Linked DNA regions of Mus musculus: regions 2 and 3 are each linked to region 1. Evidence: chromatin contacts called from public Hi-C data. All regions are on one chromosome and are shown on one strand. Each heading gives the region's core, a stretch centred on a gene start, on an enhancer-like site or on the middle of the called end of the contact. The rest is flanking DNA. Distances are from core to core; before and after follow the strand shown. Region 1 has its middle 44 kb from the start of Mir6354. Region 2 overlaps Pbx1 (pre B cell leukemia homeobox 1). Region 3 holds the start of Pbx1 (pre B cell leukemia homeobox 1).

Region 1 (3,097 bases), core at 239-2,738:
GAACGCAGACTCCCTGACTTCTTCACATTGAAGGATTTACTGCAATGTCAGGTGACTTGTTCCTACTAGGAAAGACAAAAGTATTAGGGAACCCAGGGAACTTTTACCATCCAGATTTCTCCTGGCCAAGAAATGCTCAATCCCTGCGCATTGATGTTCCTGGGAGCCAGTTATATATACTCTGTCCACTGTATTCCCTCTCACCGCCTCCATAATTAGCTTTGATTTTGTGTTCTGTCCTAAATTTCTAGAAGAAAGACTCCACAGTGCTGAGGTAACCATATTTCAATCCTCATTAGGTTAGAACTCTTTTTTTAAAAGTAATTTTGTTTTGTTCTATTACGTGTATGAGTGTTCTGCCTCCATGTATATCTGTGCACCCTGAAGGTCAGATGAGAGCACCGATCCCTTGGAACTAAAGTTGTAAATAAACTGCAATATGGATGCTAGGTATTGAACTTGAGTCCTCTGAAAGAGCAGTCAGTGCTCTTAACCACTCAGCCCCCTTGTCAGGACCCTAAGTTATTGATTACTCTCAAATCACTTGCTCTTCCTTGATTCAATCAGCTGTGGTCAAAGTAAAACAGGGTGAAACCAGGTGTGAGGATCATAGCCAGGTCTGTAGAAGAAACACATGTATCTCAGGAATGACTGCATGTAGCATCTTTTCTTTTCACTAAAAGAAGCTGATGCATAGAATAGACATGTGGTTAATCTCACCATTGTCCTGGGTTCATTTTGTGTGTAGTTGGGTCAAGTGAAGTCTATGACTCTATGGCAAGCTAGTATCAGGCACAAAGCATGGTTTTGTGCAATGCAATGCTCTGGGGTGGTTTCTGGGAATATAACAGTAAAATAAAATTAAGTTTTGCCACGGGAAAAATAGAAGAAAGAAAAGCTGAAGCCAGAAACTCAGTTCACAGGCATCTGCAATATTCAGCAAGACATGCTGGTGGCCTGGAAGAAGTGAGTAGAGTCTGATACATCAGAGAGAGCTCCACGTTAGAAAGAGCCTGGTCAGCACTCCTGGGAGTTCCTAGTTGGATGAAGTTGGCCTACCTAGCTCCTTTGTTTACCTGTAATTGCCCATCTGGACAGACTCTGGCATGGTCAACCTCCACCACCTAAGGAGAATTTGGTAGCACTCCAGATAGCTGACTCAATAAGCCACTGTGGTTCTTGATGACTTATTTCTCAACCTGGATGTGGGACTGAAGACAGTGAGTCAGAGAGAGAAGCCAAGCCCTTAGCCAGTGATCATAACAATGATCTACATAGGGAGGAGCCAGTTAATTCAAGGTCAACAACATCCTCCAAGTTGGAGGTCAACCTTGGCTTTGGGACCACGACGATTTGTGTTCGCTGCCTTCACCTCAATGAGCCACCCATTTGGCTTCTGGTTGCAGCCATCCTGACAGAGGGCACCTGCCCACCCATGGTGAGTGCAATCAGATGGAAGGTGCATTCCCCACCCAGCTGCCCAAGGCCCAAGGCAACCATCTGGAGTCACTCGAGCATGACTGCTCCAGCTGGGGTGGGTGAGCGAGCACTCTGCAGAAGAGCCGCAGAGTTAAGGAATCCATGCAGTTCAATAAAGAGAACTGGCCTCCACTTTTAACCAGGAGGTCTGAAATCGGTTTCCTACTCTTCTGCAGGAAATCTGAGACTCCACACGCATTGTTTCAATGAATGCGTATTTCCCATGTGTCAGGAGCAGACTAGAGCCACAAGGATAAATAACACACATCCCCAGTTTAAATAACTCATTCTTTTCAAGGAAATGAACCTATCAGTGCAGATCTTAAAATGATATGGCAAGTGTTATAAAAATGTGCATACAAATGTTATGGGACAGAGATTTAGGTGGGAGTGATTACGGCCAAAGGAAGTAAAAATGGCTTATGTTTTGAAGAGGAAAAGTTTGTCAGTGAATATGAGAAAGAAAGATATTCCAGACTGACTGTGCAGCTGAGAGAGCACATAGGAAAAGATGAGATGCCTGCTGTATTTGCCAAATGATGAATAAAGAGATTTTAACCAGAACACAGTACGCAGGCAGAGACTAGAGAGGCAAGTTGTTAACAGGTTGTAAATGGTTATTTTATTGGGTAGAAAATGTAAAACCATAAAACATGTCTTGTTTTTCCTTTCTTTATCAAGAGAATAACAAGACGATTTTATAAAACAAGACATAAATGTCTTCATAAGATGAACTTGAACCTTCTACTCTGATGCAGATATCTGCAGCTTATAGTTTTTATTTCATTTCCAACTGGATACTCTGCCCCCGATTTTTCCTTTTACGTTCCTCTCCACATTTTCTTTCAGATTCTTCTGCCAAGATAAAAACAAGAAGACAATGGGCATCAGTAAAACTAATAAGAAACTGAAAAAAAAAAGACAGAAAAACCCTTTTTATACATCCAATAAACACATAAGAGTTGGTTTTTCACAAACATACAGTGACACTAAAATTATTTTCTGACTTTAGATACAACCATAAATCATGACATGTTTTCATTTTCAGCCCAGTCAGATGAGAATATCAGTTAATTTGGTTGAAAATTAAAGGCTGTGGAGCTATGCTTCGCCCTTCACAGAGACACAATCTACATGCACGTATTGCTTTCTGAATGATTTTGTTTAGAGGTGGTTCTATGTGTGAAGAAATACTTTTTCCTATGTTTGTTTATTGTTTCAATTTCTAATAGCAAAAGACTATACACATGCAAACATAAATAACGTGTTTTTTTGTTTTTGTTTTTGTTTTTGTTTTTGTTTTTGAGATATGAAAACGGGAAGAAGCCTTTGAATCCGTTCAACAAGAACACTTCTTTAGAACCATCCTAGGACTAAAGCGTCAGGACATCTGGTCCAGTACTGATTAATTTTGGGAATGTCTGATAAATTGCTTCAGTCTTCAGAAAACTTCATTATCAATGAAAGCCAGAGGCCCATATTTAGATTGCTTTTTTCTTTGACCATTTAATAACCACGACCTTCAATGGTGCAATCTTTACAGTATTTAGCCACAGAGTATACATTGTGGAAACAGTCACTTAAACCCATTCTGGACGCTCACCTTACCACCACACTT
Region 2 (3,097 bases), core at 277-2,776, 760 kb after region 1:
ATATCTTGTCTTCACACCAAGTGGTATCACTTTAGGAGGCTTTTGACCCTGAACGAAGCCCTGTGTGATTCTAAGGGGACAATACTGAGTATCAGAGTGAGTCCCAGATTTATAGATTCTGTGCACTGGAACCCTCTGAAGAGGCCATTCTAGGCCAGCAGCCAGGAAGATTCCCGCTTGGTCCTCTAAGGTCTGAGTTCCGTCAGTACTGGGCTCTCTGGAGCCTATCCATCAACCGTTGTCTGGCAGCTGCCTGTAATGCTGGATTGTGAAACTGGGGGAATCAAATGGTTAATCATTTCCATTTACTTGATAGACGACTCTTTAAAATAACTCACCCAGACAGCTTTTCCATCAAAGACGGAAGAGGCTTGAGCACTTCGGGGGAAGAGCGCCTATAAGTACAACCCCAAGCTTCAGGCTACTAAGGAATGGAAGATGTGGGTCCCGACACTGTTTAGAAGAATCAGTTCATAGCACAGTCATTTTCCAGCTGGAGAAGTGTCCACCGGTTTGTGGATGGTTATGCCTGTAAGGAAATGACAGAACCTGAAAGGTCGGGGTGGAGGAGTAAGGGGTTGGGAAGGGGGGAGGTGTTCTACAAAGCTTAAAGCAGTTTGGTGTACTCTTAGGCCTCGGGGGAACCCTTCACAGATACCAGTCCTGTGCTTGGGTGACTCTCCCTCACACAGAGAGCCATTGCCTTAATGTCAGCATAGCATTGCTTGTTTAGAATGGCCACATATGAAAGGCAGATCTGAGTTTTGGGAAATGGGCACTGGAAGAGACGGGAGAGCAAACGTGTTCTCTCTGTACAACTTACAACCGGAGGGTGGGGCACGTGTCAGGAACCAGCTGTGGCAGGACACAGATGCCTAAGACGCCATAGTTCTACATCCTACTTGGCTGCTGTGCACAAGAGCGCTGAAAAGACCCGAAGAGGTGCATAATACATGATCCGGGAGATCATGGGAGATCACCATGTCACCACTGGCTTCCAGGAGCTCTCGATCTTGGTGGCAGGAGCCTGCCTTGTTTTAGCCAAGTTTCTGTACCTTTATAATCTGTAAGTGTGCTAGCAGAGCGTGTGCTTTCTGTCATCAGGTGACACAATTCAATGTGCACAAAGGGTCCCAGCGGATGAATGGTTTCACTTTCTAGAAGTACAAGGGCAGGTTACTTCTTTCTCCACTGGCTTCAGAGCTCTGCCTGGCTTGGGCTTGGCACCTTCTTCTGCCTTGGTACCTTGAAACCATGAAGAGACTTCCTCAAGCCTTCCCTAAGTCTTATGTCCCTTCTCCAACCATCTCTTTATCTTGCTCAGCTGAGCGAGTCTCAAGCTTCACTCCATAGCCTGAAACAATGCCTTCTGCTAATATGCCCTCCTCCCTGTCTGCCCACATTTGGGAATCTCAAATCGGAGTAGATCCCAATTCCCCAGCTCCATGGAGATGTTGGTAGCTATGGGACCCTTCTTTAAACAAGTCCTCGGTGGGGAGAGAGTGCCCTCTAGTGGGCATCAGCCAGGAGCGACTCTGGAGCTGTGTTGCTCAGCCAAGGACAAAACAATCCTTTGCACAGACCTCCCACTGGCTCTCTTGAATGTGCCTTTGGGTTTGGTTTGTTTTTCTCCTTGTGTGAAGAAAATAAATAAAGAATGAACAGCAGGAGGCCAGTTGTGAGGGCTGCTCCAATCAGGCTGTGACAGTCTCCTTATCGCTGGAGTTTTAGCACCGGATTAACCCTAGGGCAAGTGATAGCAGCTGATGTGACTTCAGGTGTTTTCTGAAGGCTGTGACAACCTCTGTATAAATCACTTACCTGTCGTGACTGGTCTCTGTCGTGATTGGAATGGGAGGCAGTGATTTGTGAGTAGGAAACCCCTTTAAGAATTATTAGCTAACAAGGATAAATATCTTGGTGTTATGTACAGCCAGTGGGGCTGTTGGGACCCTGTATGACCAGCATGCACAGGCAAGGGGACTCTTAAAGCTCAGTTTCAGGGAAAGCTGTTGGGCAGGAGAGGGAAAGGAAGGAGGGAGGGGGTGCTGGGCACCCATCAGGGAGGCGGGAACCTGATCATATGTGATGGCTGCAGGATTAGGTAACAGCTCGGCTGGTTGAAATTGGATCTTGGAGGACGAGTGTTAACATCTCTGGTGTCCCAGTGAAAGGTTCATTTGAGTCTTGCATGGTGCTAGAGAGATAAAAAGGAGCTTTTAAATAAGCATTTTGTATCCAGCTCACCAGAGTACTGACTTCAAGCCATAAATAGGAAGTGTCACTTCTGTTAGCCGTATCGCTTATTTCTTTAAAGCTGGCGGCATTTTTTTTTTAACTGACTAGCTGAACAATTTCCGGGTCAGTGAATCCAAATACCTCAGTTTGTTTGTTTTGTTGTTGTTGTTGTTGTACTAGTATCTTGAAATCTTGTCCTGGGAAGAAATACAGACCTGCAAGATTCTCTGCCTTTTTCAAACACACACGTGCACCCCAAGACCATCAGAGCAATCACCTCCTATGTACTATAGCACAACAAAGTGCTCCCCTATTTGTGCCTACTTCTTGCACATTGTCCAGTGTAGTTTACTTTCATGAGTAGAGTATAATTGAAATGGTGCAATGTGTGTGTGGACGGAGGACGGTTCTTCTGGGTTTCTTCTTCTTCTTCTTCTTCTTCTTCTTCTTCTTCTTCTTCTTCTTCTTCTTCTTCTTCTTCTTCTTCTTCTTCTTCTTTTCATTCTCTTATTTTCAAATCTCTGGTAGAACCTTTCTTTACATGTCTGTAAAGCAATTGTGATGAGTCTTGGCAAACCCAATCTCCTCTGAATGAGTATTCAATTAGAGCATTTACCATGTAAAAATTAAGCTCCTTTATTGTTGCCCACCCCACTTCTACCTGGGTAAATCTTTACCCACCCAGGAATCAGTGCATCCCAATGCACTGTCCGTGGAAACTTGCAGTCTGGGTAGGCAAGGACTGTTATACAATAGGCCACTACTGTCCTCTGCATTGCTCCTGCAGCACCCTGAGGGAGTTCCCTGCCTTATTGAAAATATCAAAAAAAAAAAAATCAAGGATAAGCACACTCTTCAT
Region 3 (3,097 bases), core at 389-2,888, 540 kb after region 1:
TTGCATAATGATTGATGAAAAAGATAAAATTCTATTTGAGGATCTCCAAGTGCTTGGCTAGGTGGCTGCTTCCCATTCTGCTGATTGGTGCCACTGAGGCTGGCAGTGGCTCCTTTGGCACTATATCTACGCCAGAAAAGGGTTGATGGCTACACAGAAGAATAGTCCCAAGAAGTCCAGAATTTTTCTAAATGACGAGAGTGTTATTTTATCTTATGGGTATTCAGACCAAGTGCCCAATCAGGTTCTACTGTTGGTTGGAATAAAGGAAAATAAAGGTAAATGTGTGGATTTACCCCGGCTCTAACTCCTTATTGGCTTCTCTTAATTCATTTACTTCCTTTTACTTCTAATCCCAGCCTTCTTGTTTTAAGATCTGTTCTTCTAAGTCTTAAGTCTGTTTGCAAGCTAGACAAGCAACAGACATGCAAGTAACTTTTACCACATTCACATGGAGCTGTTAAGTGTGAGGCCTGCTAAGAATCCACCCAAACTTGGGTATGAATTCTAGCTTTGATACTTTATAACTATGGACTTTGAACAAATTCTTTAACCTTTTTGAGTTTCCTCTCTGTGAAATGAGAATAATAATCCATAATTCACAGAGATGTCTTGGGGATTAAATACAATAACTCAAGTAAATTACTTTGTGCATAGTAGGCATTCAATAAATGTCAGTTTCCTTCTTCTCCCTGTTATTAATGCTTATTAGACTATATTAAAAACTAGAACCAGACTGTGATAATGCAATCCCTTATTAAGTGTTTAAGCCAAATAACCAACTTCCCTCAGGGGGAAGAGAAATGTTGAATTCGGTTTTTTTGGTAAACTTATTTATTAGTATTTTTCTCGAGTTTTATTCCTCAAAGTCCACACTTCAGCTACTGTTTATGCCACAAAAATGACAATTTATATTCTCTTTGCTGGCATAGAGTTGAGGATTTGCAAATTATCCACTACCTAGACTTTGATCTATTATTCATTATCTTAGCAGCCCGATTTTATTTACTAACTACGTCATATAACAAAGTTTTGCTTTCAACAGTTTCCCTGAGGTCTAAGGATTTCAGAGAATCAAGTTTACTACCGCAGCGTCACCGCGTAGACGAACGAGGGGTGGGGCGGAGGGATCCACACCGTCTGTGTGCTTTCGTGTTAATTTTACAGTCTTGCGTTTAAGTGGAGCCACGTTTCCCTCAAGGACGGAGCCTAAGAGAAGCAGACAAGAGCTGAAGCTAAGGTCTCTCTGCGCCTTTAAGAACTGGAGACTGGGTCATAGCTCCGCCTCCTTCCCGGCCCACCTCTGAACTCTGATTGACAAGACTCCCGGGCTAGGAGGAGCTGAAGGAGGCCGAGGAGGAGACGCTGGGTGGAAAGTAGGGGGAGGAGGAGCCCACTTTCAGGACTAGCCAATCATAGAAGGGGGCGGGGCTCAAGAGCCCTCCTCCCTCCTCTGACCCCCGCCTCCTGGCCTCTCCGCTCCCTCCCCCCTTCCCTCGGCCCCCTCCCCTCTCCTCCTTCTCCTCCTCCTCCTCCTTCTCCTCCTCCTCCTCCTTCTCCTCCTCCACCTCCTCCTCCTCCTTCTCCTCCTCCTCCTCCTCCTCCTCTCAGGCTGTGGTTTTTCTGTATATGTTTCTGGAGTCCTGAGCCTGGGCTAAACAAAAGCAGGAGGCTGACGGGGCTGCTGGAGTTTGCAGAGACACGGAGGAGGAAAGAGCTTGGGCTTTGCCTGCCGCCACGGCTGGGGGTGATCTGGCTTCTGCTACAGCCCACCCCCTTTGAGATCACTCTGGCCCGGAGTGGGGGTGGGGGGCAGCGGGGGGTGGGGGGGAAAGTTTGCATTGCAATCCCCCTGCCTTCCTCTCCTTTCTCCCGATCAATGCATATTTGCAAAAGGATTAAGCCACAGATTTAAGCGCCGGGAGCCCATTTCTGCCTTGCAAAGGAGATCGGACTGAAAAACCCAAAGGCGGCTCTGATTTCTTTTCGCCAAGTGGGAAGGTGGTTTATTTTTCTTGCTTTTTTGGAGTCAACACCCTTCCCCACCAGCCCTTATCCCCACCCTCACCCCGCAACCCCTTCACGCCCCCCTCCCCCTCCCCATCCTCCCACCATCCTCTAAAGAGGCAAAGAGATTTTTTTTTTCCCCTTTTGGTCTTCTTCTTCTTTTTTTAAAACCCTGGTCCCTGTTTATCCTGAAAAGGATTTGAAGACAGCTTGAAGGATAAAAAGCCTCGGTGCTTCCCAGGCGCCGATCCGAGGAGCCGAAGAGGAAGAGCCGGGGCTGCCGGAGCCTTCAGAGATGGACGAGCAGCCGAGGCTGATGCATTCCCACGCTGGGGTCGGGATGGCCGGACACCCCGGCCTGTCCCAGCACTTGCAGGATGGGGCCGGAGGGACCGAGGGGGAGGGCGGGAGGAAGCAGGACATCGGGGACATTTTACAGCAAATTATGACCATCACAGACCAGAGTTTGGATGAAGCGCAGGCCAGGTGAGATGGAGGCTTTTCTTTGCCTTTCTTGTTTTTTTTTTTTTCCCTCCCTCTCGCAGGGGGAAACAATGGGAACCGAATCACCACAGCGCTTTCTTCTAAAATGTTGTTTCTTTTCTCATTTTGACAAACAACTCTATGGCGGAGGAGTAAAATTTAAAGAAGCGTTGTTATCGAAAGTGTGATCGCCCGTGCTGAGATATGGCTGTGTGTAGATAGATGTTGTGCGAGTGTGTCTGTTAGAGGTATTTGTATGAATGCACAAAAACACGCAGCCACGCCGAAAATACTGCCAACTAATCCGAAAGCGGCCCTCGGCACTTTTTTACAGCTTTAAAAAAGTGTATGAAGGAGGCAGAATTGTCAAGTTCCGAGCCGCATTCCATGCCTTCGGTAGTTGAGGGACTTCGGAACATGACAAAATAAAAAAAAATGTCCCAAGAACACTTTATTTGCAGATCCCGCTGACTCCTAAGCTAATTCAGCAAGTTTGATTTTTTTTTCTTCTTCACTTACCCTTCCGTAATAATAATAATAATAATAATAATAATTATTTGGTCTTTTTTTCCTCACTCCCCACTCAAAATAAACAAACAAACAAACA

The links. Hi-C and Micro-C count contacts between places; a contact is called where the count stands out from the background.
Region 2: a Hi-C map of uterus shows a contact between it and region 1, with 4 times the contacts expected there. The contact joins two enhancer-like sites. A contact is called at or near these places in 1 of 15 datasets of contacts at CTCF or cohesin (the NIH/3T3 cell line), 3 of 484 Hi-C or Micro-C datasets (cerebral cortex and uterus), 2 of 115 datasets of contacts at active chromatin or transcription factors (embryonic stem cells and pancreatic cancer cells) and 1 of 9 other capture datasets (embryonic stem cells).
Region 3: a Hi-C map of uterus shows a contact between it and region 1, with 2.5 times the contacts expected there. The contact joins the promoter of Pbx1 here to the enhancer-like site in region 1. A contact is called at or near these places in 6 of 39 promoter capture datasets (frontonasal cranial neural crest, hippocampal neurons, liver and 2 more), 1 of 484 Hi-C or Micro-C datasets (uterus) and 4 of 115 datasets of contacts at active chromatin or transcription factors (embryonic forebrain, forebrain, neural tube and 1 more).

What each region holds. Positions count from the first base shown.
Region 1 is chr1:168,973,627-168,976,723 of GRCm38.p6, reverse strand. No RefSeq gene overlaps it. Among named protein-coding and RNA genes, the nearest start is that of Mir6354, 44 kb to the left of the region's middle. Within about 2 kb of position 1,488, at least 6 of the 459 cell types and tissues checked have an H3K27ac peak or open chromatin away from gene starts, as enhancers often do. A contact at or near this core is called in uterus, where this site is marked.
Region 2 is chr1:168,212,745-168,215,841 of GRCm38.p6, reverse strand. All of the region lies in intron 2 of Pbx1 (pre B cell leukemia homeobox 1), which reads left to right. Among named protein-coding and RNA genes, the nearest start is that of Gm51671, 130 kb to the left of the region's middle. Within about 2 kb of position 1,526, at least 56 of the 459 cell types and tissues checked have an H3K27ac peak or open chromatin away from gene starts, as enhancers often do. A contact at or near this core is called in uterus, where this site is marked.
Region 3 is chr1:168,430,710-168,433,806 of GRCm38.p6, reverse strand. Pbx1 (pre B cell leukemia homeobox 1) reads left to right here and starts at 1,638. Exons shown (of 9, transcript NM_183355.3): 1 at 1,638-2,493. The coding sequence starts at 2,303.